Linked DNA regions of Ovis aries: region 1 is linked to region 2. A link is a contact called in public Hi-C data. All regions are on one chromosome and are shown on one strand. The core of a region is the stretch at or near the end of the contact, and the rest is flanking DNA. Distances in the headings are between cores, read along the strand shown. Region 1 overlaps SREBF1 (sterol regulatory element binding transcription factor 1). Region 2 holds the start of ATPAF2 (ATP synthase mitochondrial F1 complex assembly factor 2).

Region 1 (4,022 bases), core at 384-2,883, 120 kb before region 2:
CCCCCATACCCCCACCGGCCTGCGCGGCAGCCTCCAAGGAGGGCCCTGCCACATGTTCACCCCACCCTCCTCCTGGGGGGGCAACACTGAGGCCAGAGGGAGCAGCCACTCTCCCCTGGACCCAAGCCTTTGCCAGAAGGCAAGGCCGGCTGGTCACCCGTCCTGTGCTGTTGGCTGACCCTGCAGTCTTCTGCAGCCCAAGGGGGACCATCCAGGGAGTGGAAAGGCCAAGGCCCCTGAGACGGGCCAGGCCCCCGGCCCCAGCCCTTACCTTGTCAATGGAGCTGTCAGCTGGTGTGGTGGCCAGGCTGTCCTGCAGGTACCCACTGGCCTTCTCACACATCACCAGGCTGGCTGGGCCAGACTCAGCCTTCCCGCGGCCTAGGATGGCCCGGGCAGCCTTGAAGGAGTGCAGAGCCGCCCTGGGCAGGGGTTTCCTGTTGGGGCCAAGATAGAGGTGTCATAGTTGGACCTCCCTCTGCCCTGGTTCTGGATTCATGGGAAGAGCATGGCGGGACCCCAAGGACATAGAACAAAGCTGGGGGCAGGGTTGGGGGTGGGGCACGAGCATGCAGCCTGTGCTCACTCGGACTCCTGCAGGGCACGGGGCAGGTGCTCCACCAGTGGGTACAGCCTCTCAGCTGCCTCCTCATCCCGCCGAAGCCAGTGGGTCACCACAGCTGTCAGAGAGGCCCACCACTTGGCCACCGGGTCTGTGCCTGCAAAGGGGGCACAGGAGGCAGAAACTCAGCCACACTGCCCCCGAGGCTGAGCTGCTTGGCACTGGGGCTGAGGGCGTCACAGGTGGGGAGCTCACCGGGGGTGGCAGCCATGCTGGAGCTGATGGAGAAGCTGCAGGCAGGAGCTCCGGCCATATCCGAACAGCTGTTCAGCAGCTGCAGGTATCCGAGGGCATCTGAGAACTCCCTGTGGCAGGAGAGGACAGGCGGTCAACATGGCTGGCAGAGGTCCTCACCTCCGCACACAGCACAGCCTGGCCTCCTGGCTCCTCTAAGAGCCTCCGTCCCCTCGTGCCGGGCTGGTGGGAATCTGAGGCCCAGAGAGGAACCGAAATGCACCTAAGGCCACAGTGGCCCGGCTCTGGCCACCCACAGGCTCCACTGGGCAGGGGGCTCTGGTCTGCTGAGGCGCATGGAGACACTCACTTGTCCCCCTCGGCTGATCCAGGGCTAGGGCTGGGCTGGGCCACGCAATTCAGTGCTCGCTCCAACAGATGTTCGCGGAACAGTTGAGTCACCTGGGCCAGGGGATCCACTGTAGAGAAGAGTGGGTGAGTGGAGGGGCGAGAATGGCCCCAACCCCTCCTTTGCACACGCACCTCCCTGCACTAGGGATCTTTTCTGGGCACGGGTGGGCCTGGCTCTGAGACAAGTGAAAGCTGGTGGATAAACACTCCGCCCACCAATGGACAGGATAACCCACCTGGGATGCACGCGCTTTCCCACCCTCCTCACTGCATGGTGATGTTGTCTGGCACCTCTCAAATCAGCCCCCTGGCCCCCTGCCCCTATCTTCCTGTTTGCCTCTGAAGAGCCCCAGCTGAGACAGAGCCAGACTGGCGTCCCCATCTGCACATCCCCATAGCCACACCAGATGGCGGGGCAGCAGGCCAGGGTGGGCAGGGACAGCAGAGAGGCAAGGGACAAGACACTGACCAGGGATAGGCATGATGAATAGGAACGGGGGACGGAGGAGGCGGCCAGCTGTGGGGAAAGGGGTGGGCACAGAGAAGGGCCCAGGGTGAGAAGGCACCTGGGTTCCCAGCCACGCTGTACAAGCTGTCCCTCGGGGCGCTGCACAGGGCCCAGTTGCCATCCACGAAGAAACGGTGGCCCACAGGGTGGCAGAGCCACTGCATGGCAAGGGGCACTGAGCCACTCTGTGCCAGGCAGGCCTGGCGGGCACTGCTCAGGAAGAAGCGCTGTTGAGGAGGGAATGGGCCATCACACTGAACCCTGGCCGAGACCCCAGAGGGCCCACAGCCGCCCCCATAACCACGTGCCTTTCTGTGCAGCCCTCACCCACCCACAGAGCCCCCACTGGTCACCATCTACTCACTGTCAGAAAATGCAAGGCCCGGGGCAGACTGGCCTTGACCCTGAGCGCGGCGGCCACGTAGATCTCAGCCAGTGTGGCCACGGACACAGCATCTCCCGCACACTCGGCCAGGTTCAGGGCACTCAGCGCCAGGTTGGCAGCAGCGAGGTGCCCACCTGAGTACTTCCCTGGAAGATAAGAGGGCGTGAGGCCAAGGGTGGTGTGGAGGCAGCAGGACCCCAGGGGCCCAGCCCTCACCCGCATACCCATGGTGTGCAGCTGGTGCAGCTTGTGGTAGACGAGGGCCGCATCGCGGGCACTGGTGCGAGCGTCTGCCTGTAGGGCCCTGTCCCTCCGTAGGCCCCCTGCCCAGCCGGCCAGCCAGCGGCCCACCCAGAGACGCTGCAGCAGGTGGCGGATGAGGCTCCAAAGCAGGCTGCAGGCCAGGTCCAGGTGGGAGGTGGGCAGAGGCCGGCCCAAGGCCCGCAGGGCCAGCCACAGCTGCTGGGCAGCCTGGGCAAAGTCCCCCTGGGGGTGAGGGGTTTTCAGGTAAGAAACGTGGGGCTGTGCTACTCCTCCATCTTGGGCCCCCCGTGAGGACCACACCATCCCCAGCAGCACAGGCCGGGCCCCCAGGGGTCCACAGGAGTTGGAGGGGTAGACAGGAGTAGGGAGAACAGGGGAGGTCCACGGTATGCCCAGCACCTTCCCAGGCACTGCTCAGGGTCCCAGCCTTGCCTGCTCCCATCCCCCAGGGTCTGGCCACTTACCCTGGCCAGGTCCAGGTCGGCCTGCTTGCGATGCCTCCAGAAGTGCACGGCAGGGCGCGAGTGGGGCCGAGTGACTGGTTCTCCATAGACAAAGAGAAGCGCCAAGGAGAAGAGCACCAGCAGCCCATTCATCAGCCAGACCAGTGGGGGCAGCAGCCACGGGGCCCAGCCAGGGCCATCTGGGGGCAGACAGAAGCTGGGGACACAGAGGCTGGGCACCCAGGAAATCCAGGGCCCCAAGCCCACAGGACGGGATCCACATATGCGAGAGCCCCCCTCCTACCACCCTACCTCTGCCCTCAGCACCCAGCATGCTGCGCCCAGGACGGTGGTTGATGCTGGTGGTGTCGGAGGGGCCAGCAGGACCCCGGCTACCCAGCAGGGAGGCCAAGGGGTTGCAGGAGAGACAGAGGAAGACGAGCGCACACAGGGCCAGGCGAGAGCGGTCCAGCATGCCCTGGCTGTGGGGGGCGGGCAGCAGCTCTGGATTCACCTGGGGGGGGGGGGCGGGCAGGGCGGTGAGAACGGGGTGGCGTGACCCAGAGAGCACAGCTCCGGGAAGGAGGGGTCAACTCTGCCCCCTGCCTTACTGTGGGAACCCCTCAGCCTTGTCTTTCTTCTGTCTATGAAAGGAGAGGTGGGATATGTGAGGGGCCTGATCCAGTCCTGGGGCTCAGAGGAAGTTGCTAGATGACAAGAAAGGGACAACACTGCAGGCCCCACCTGGCCGTCCTCAAAGACCGGGCTGTCAGGCTCCGAGTCACTGCCACTTCCACCGCTGCTACTGCCCCTGCTGCCAAGGGACAAGGGGCTGCTCTGGGAGGGTGAGCCGGCGTCTGAGGGGGGGGGGCTCAGGGTGTCCACCACCTCGGGCTTCATGCCCTCCATGGGCACATCTGTGCTACCTCCACTGCCGCAGGCCGACACCAGGTCCTTCAGTGATTCTGCAGGCCAGAGAGGAGCAGACTGGAGTCAGCTCCACACCCCACTTCACCCCAAATTGGAGCTCAGGACCTGGGGGAGCTGCGAGCCTGGGAGGGCCAAAAAGAGGGTGAAGGGCCTTTGCAGGGCAAGAACTTCCAGGGACACCAGGTGTGGAGGGGGCCAGCACTCACTGCTTTTATGGACAGCAGTGCGCAGACTCAGGTTCTCCTGCTTGAGCTTCTGGTTGCTGTGCTGAAGGAAGCGGATGTA
Region 2 (3,699 bases), core at 389-2,888:
TAACCCGCCAGGCTCCTCTGTCCACAGGGATTCTCCAGGCAAGAATACTGGAGTGGGTAGCCATGCCCTTCCTCCAGGGGATCTTCCCAACCCAGGGATTGAACCCAGGTCTCCCGCAACAAGGGTGGATTCTTTACCATCTGAGCCATTAGGGACCATTAAACTGTACAATCTAAGTGAGTGAATTCTAAATGCATCATCTCAGTAAGGCTGTTTTAAAATTCTTCAGGGCAAGTGTATCTACCACAGCAATTACTATAAACGGGCCAGATGACTAAACACTTTTCCCCAAAACCGCTCTAGCATCCACAGCACTGCTGGCAAACTTTTTCTGTAAAAAGCCAAAGTGTTTTAAGCTTTGCAGGCCATCCAGTGTCTGGCACAACCAGCCAACTCTGCACTGTAGTGAAAACAGCCTTAGGTGTGTGTCAGTGAATGAGCGGGCCTGGGTTCCTGGAAAACTATTTACAAAAACAGGTGGCAGGCTGGCCTCCCTATCTACAGCATCTCCCTCAATCCAGCACAAGCTGTCTCTTTAGAGGAGGCAGACAATGAGACGCTAAACCACTTGTGCAGACAAGACAACTTGTAAGCAGAGACCCCCAGCTTTGACTTCACCGGTGTACTCCTCAGCTGGACAGGCAGGCTCTCTGAAGACCTTTCTTCTCTATGCAGCTGATGGCTGGGACAGCTGGTAGGGGACTGGAGGCCACACGGGCGACCTCGGAACAGCTCCAACACCGCAGTGACCTTCTCCTCACCCCCACCTTCAGCACAGTACTAACTGGCAGGAAAGAAAGCGTTACTGTCTTCACTCACTTAAAGTCAGTCCCACTCTTATCCCAAAATCTTTGCCTAGGAGTAAGAAAGATCCGCTACAGAAAGCCTCATCCGAGTCGGAAGTGCAGGAAGGGGGCACGGGGTGTCAACTCCTTAGAAGAGGTGGCAGGTGTTCTGGGAGGGCAGCAGGAGGCAGGGCCAGGACAGCTGTGGAGCAAGCGGCCGGGATGGAAGACTTAAAGCCCGAGCTTCAGGCCCCTTCAGTGCCGGTCGCGGGGACACAGAAAGCAGCCTAGCAGACTGGCCTTTGCCCCGCAAACCTCTGAGTCTGCTTCGCGCCTCTAGCGCAATCCCGACCCAGAAGTCGAATTTCCCCGCCTGAAAATAAGGATGACCTCTGCTTCCCCAGTGAAAGAGAGAAAAACCGCACCTGCCAAAAGGAAACGACGCGCGTGTGCCCTGGAGCGATCCCTGCCCTCGCGGGGAACTTCCCTCCCACCGTGTGACCCTGCATGGCCGACCCCTCAGCCTGCTCCGCCCTGGCCTCTCTCACCTGCCGGGGGCACGTAGGCCCGGAAGGGGATAGGGGGCTTTCGCCCCAGCCCCTCGGAGGCGGTGAGGCCACTTCGGGGCCGGTTCAGGAGGCGACGCCCCCCATCCCGCAGCCGAAGGCAGCTCCTCCACATCGCGCGGGGGCCTCAGAGAACGACCGCTCGAAACCAGAGCTCGGGGAAAAGGAGCGGAGGGACCACACGCCGTGTGCTCGAACTCCACAAACCTCCTCACCAGTCGCCGGCACCCTCTCCCTTTTGGGGCGCCGCCATGTTGCGCACGACACTCGTAGCGCGCCGCCGCCGCGCGCCTCAGCGCACGCCGCAGCCAATCAGCATCACAAACGCCCCGGCCCCGCCCCCGCGCCGCGCCTCGGGAAAAAGACTACAAGTACCAGAGGGCCTCGGCTCCCGCCACGTGCTTTCCCCGCCCGCCAATGGGCGGAATCGCCGAGCCAGCCTGATCCCGCCCCTCAGCGCGCCCGAGCCAATCGGAAGGGGTGTGTGTGCGAGCGCAGGCGGGGAGGGGGTTCGCTCAGGACCCGGAGGCCCTGCTCGCAGGTCCCGGGGTCCCGGTGGTGGCCGGAGCGCTCGATCTGCTTGCGGCCGGCGGGTGGACCCCTCCCGCCCTACGCGCGCGCCGGCTTCTCCTCCGTCTGCCCTCGGCTTCCGCGCGGCGGCGGCGGTTCCTCCCCCTCCCCCAGCCCTGGCTCCGGGGGACCCCGCGATGCCGGTCCGCACCGAGTGTCCCCCGCCGGCCGGTGCCTCGGCCGCCTCCGCCGCCTCGCTCATCCCGCCGCCGCCTATCAACACGCAGCAGCCCGGCGTGGCCACCAGCCTGCTCTACAGCGGCTCCAAGTTCCGCGGCCACCAGAAGAGCAAGGGGAACTCGTACGACGTGGAGGTAGTGCTGCAGGTGAGCCGGCGGCCCGGCCTCTCGAGACGTCCACGGACCGGGCCACGCCGCCGCCCCCTGGGGCCCGCGGCCACGGACGGGCCTGCTGCCCGGGCCTGCCGGGGGCCCTCCGGCGCACCCCAACCCTGCGGGCCCGAGCCGGGGACCGGCCGCCTCAGATCCGGCCCTGCCTCCCCGTGGCCTGTCGCCCCGGCAACAGTCTTTCTTTCAGTCCCTCTCGGACCCCGTCCGGGAAACTCTCCAGGGATTCCCTCTGACTCTGGACGCTCCCAGGCCCTAGACGTGCCTGCTGCCTCCCACGTTTTCCTCGGTCCCATGAACCCCAGGCCCTGGGACCCGCCTCCTTCTCCGGGGGTTTCCTCCCCGGCAGAGCTTCATCCGCCTCCTCTCTCCATCAGCCCCGGGACCTGAGGGCCCCCATCCCACCTGGACTGCTGGCCCATTCCTTAGCCTGGGCACTCACATCCTAAGTGGGCTCCTCACAGTCTGTTAGAAGCTGATCTCCTAGCCCCCAACCCATAGTCTCTTCCTGGCTCAGACTCTTGACACTCCCTACTCCCCACCCTCTTTCCACTTCCAGTCCACTCCTGTTCTGTCCATCTGTCTGCCCAGACCTCCCCATCTCTCTGTTCTCCTCCTTCCTGGCTCTAGGGGACCCTCTTACTGTATTTTTAACTTTGATCCACATGTCAGGGCTTCCTTTGTAGTCTCTGATACTCATGCTAGGAAATGTAACTCACCCACTTTTATTTCTCATATGGTATTTCCTCCCCCCATCTGACCTGGATTTCTGAGAACCTGCTGCCAGCTCCTAATGGCTTTGGAACTTTAGCTTTACCTGTCCCAGCTCCTTCCTGCACTTCACTCCTCTCATGTCGATGGGAGCACACTTGACATTTCCTCCCGGCCCAAGGAGATCGGCAGTGGTTAATCCTCTTTCTTCTCTGCCTTCTTGGAAAACTGTTCCTCCTGTCTATCTGCTCAGGCCTGCAGCAGGACCCACTTCCTCCTCCCTTCGCCCTGTTGTCTTCAGTCTGATACCTCACCTCCTGAGCTGTGCCTAAAAGCTCCTCCAAACACTGTCCCCTCAAAGGTCTTGCAGAAGCTTTGATGTTCTGTCTGAGGACAGAATGTAGGATGTAGATGTAGAATGTAGGTTGTGTGAGGACAGAATTTTTCTCCTGTCCTTTGCTCTTTGCTGATTTTAAATCTCAAACAGCCTCTCTTCTCAGCCTCTCTTCTCCCACCTTAAAGACAACGGGGATATGTTTTGTCTCCACCAACTGCCGATTCATCTGCCTCTTTTTATCTTACTGCTTTGTGGGAGTAAGTCTTTTACTTTAGATCAAGAGAACTCCATCTCTGTTAATTGTGTCTCTGGTCTACAAACTGAAATTTCTAACATGAGCTATGATGTTTATCGTAATTAAAAAGATGGGCATTACCTGGTGG

What was found. A called contact is a pair of places that touch in the nucleus more often than the background predicts.
Region 1: a contact with region 2 is called in a Hi-C map of hypothalamus, with 3 times the contacts expected there. The contact joins the enhancer-like site here to the promoter of ATPAF2 in region 2. A contact is called at or near these places in 3 of 16 Hi-C or Micro-C datasets (hypothalamus, liver and muscle).

Annotation. Positions count from the first base shown.
Region 1 is chr11:34,392,827-34,396,848 of ARS-UI_Ramb_v3.0, reverse strand. SREBF1 (sterol regulatory element binding transcription factor 1) reads right to left here. Exons shown (of 20, transcript XM_042255744.1): 7 at 3,944-4,022; 8 at 3,552-3,772; 9 at 3,120-3,321; 10 at 2,829-3,007; 11 at 2,325-2,586; 12 at 2,080-2,246; 13 at 1,774-1,942; 14 at 1,167-1,275; 15 at 818-927; 16 at 587-719; 17 at 272-437. Among named protein-coding and RNA genes, the nearest start is that of SREBF1, 12 kb to the right of the region's middle. Within about 2 kb of position 1,633, at least 8 of the 54 cell types and tissues checked have an H3K27ac peak or open chromatin away from gene starts, as enhancers often do. A contact at or near this core is called in hypothalamus, where this site is marked.
Region 2 is chr11:34,269,886-34,273,584 of ARS-UI_Ramb_v3.0, reverse strand. ATPAF2 (ATP synthase mitochondrial F1 complex assembly factor 2) reads right to left here and starts at 1,638. Exons shown (of 6, transcript XM_027974794.3): 1 at 1,334-1,638. The coding sequence starts at 1,466. It overlaps GID4 (GID complex subunit 4 homolog), which reads left to right and starts at 1,821. Exons shown (of 6, transcript XM_027974796.2): 1 at 1,821-2,247. The coding sequence starts at 2,059.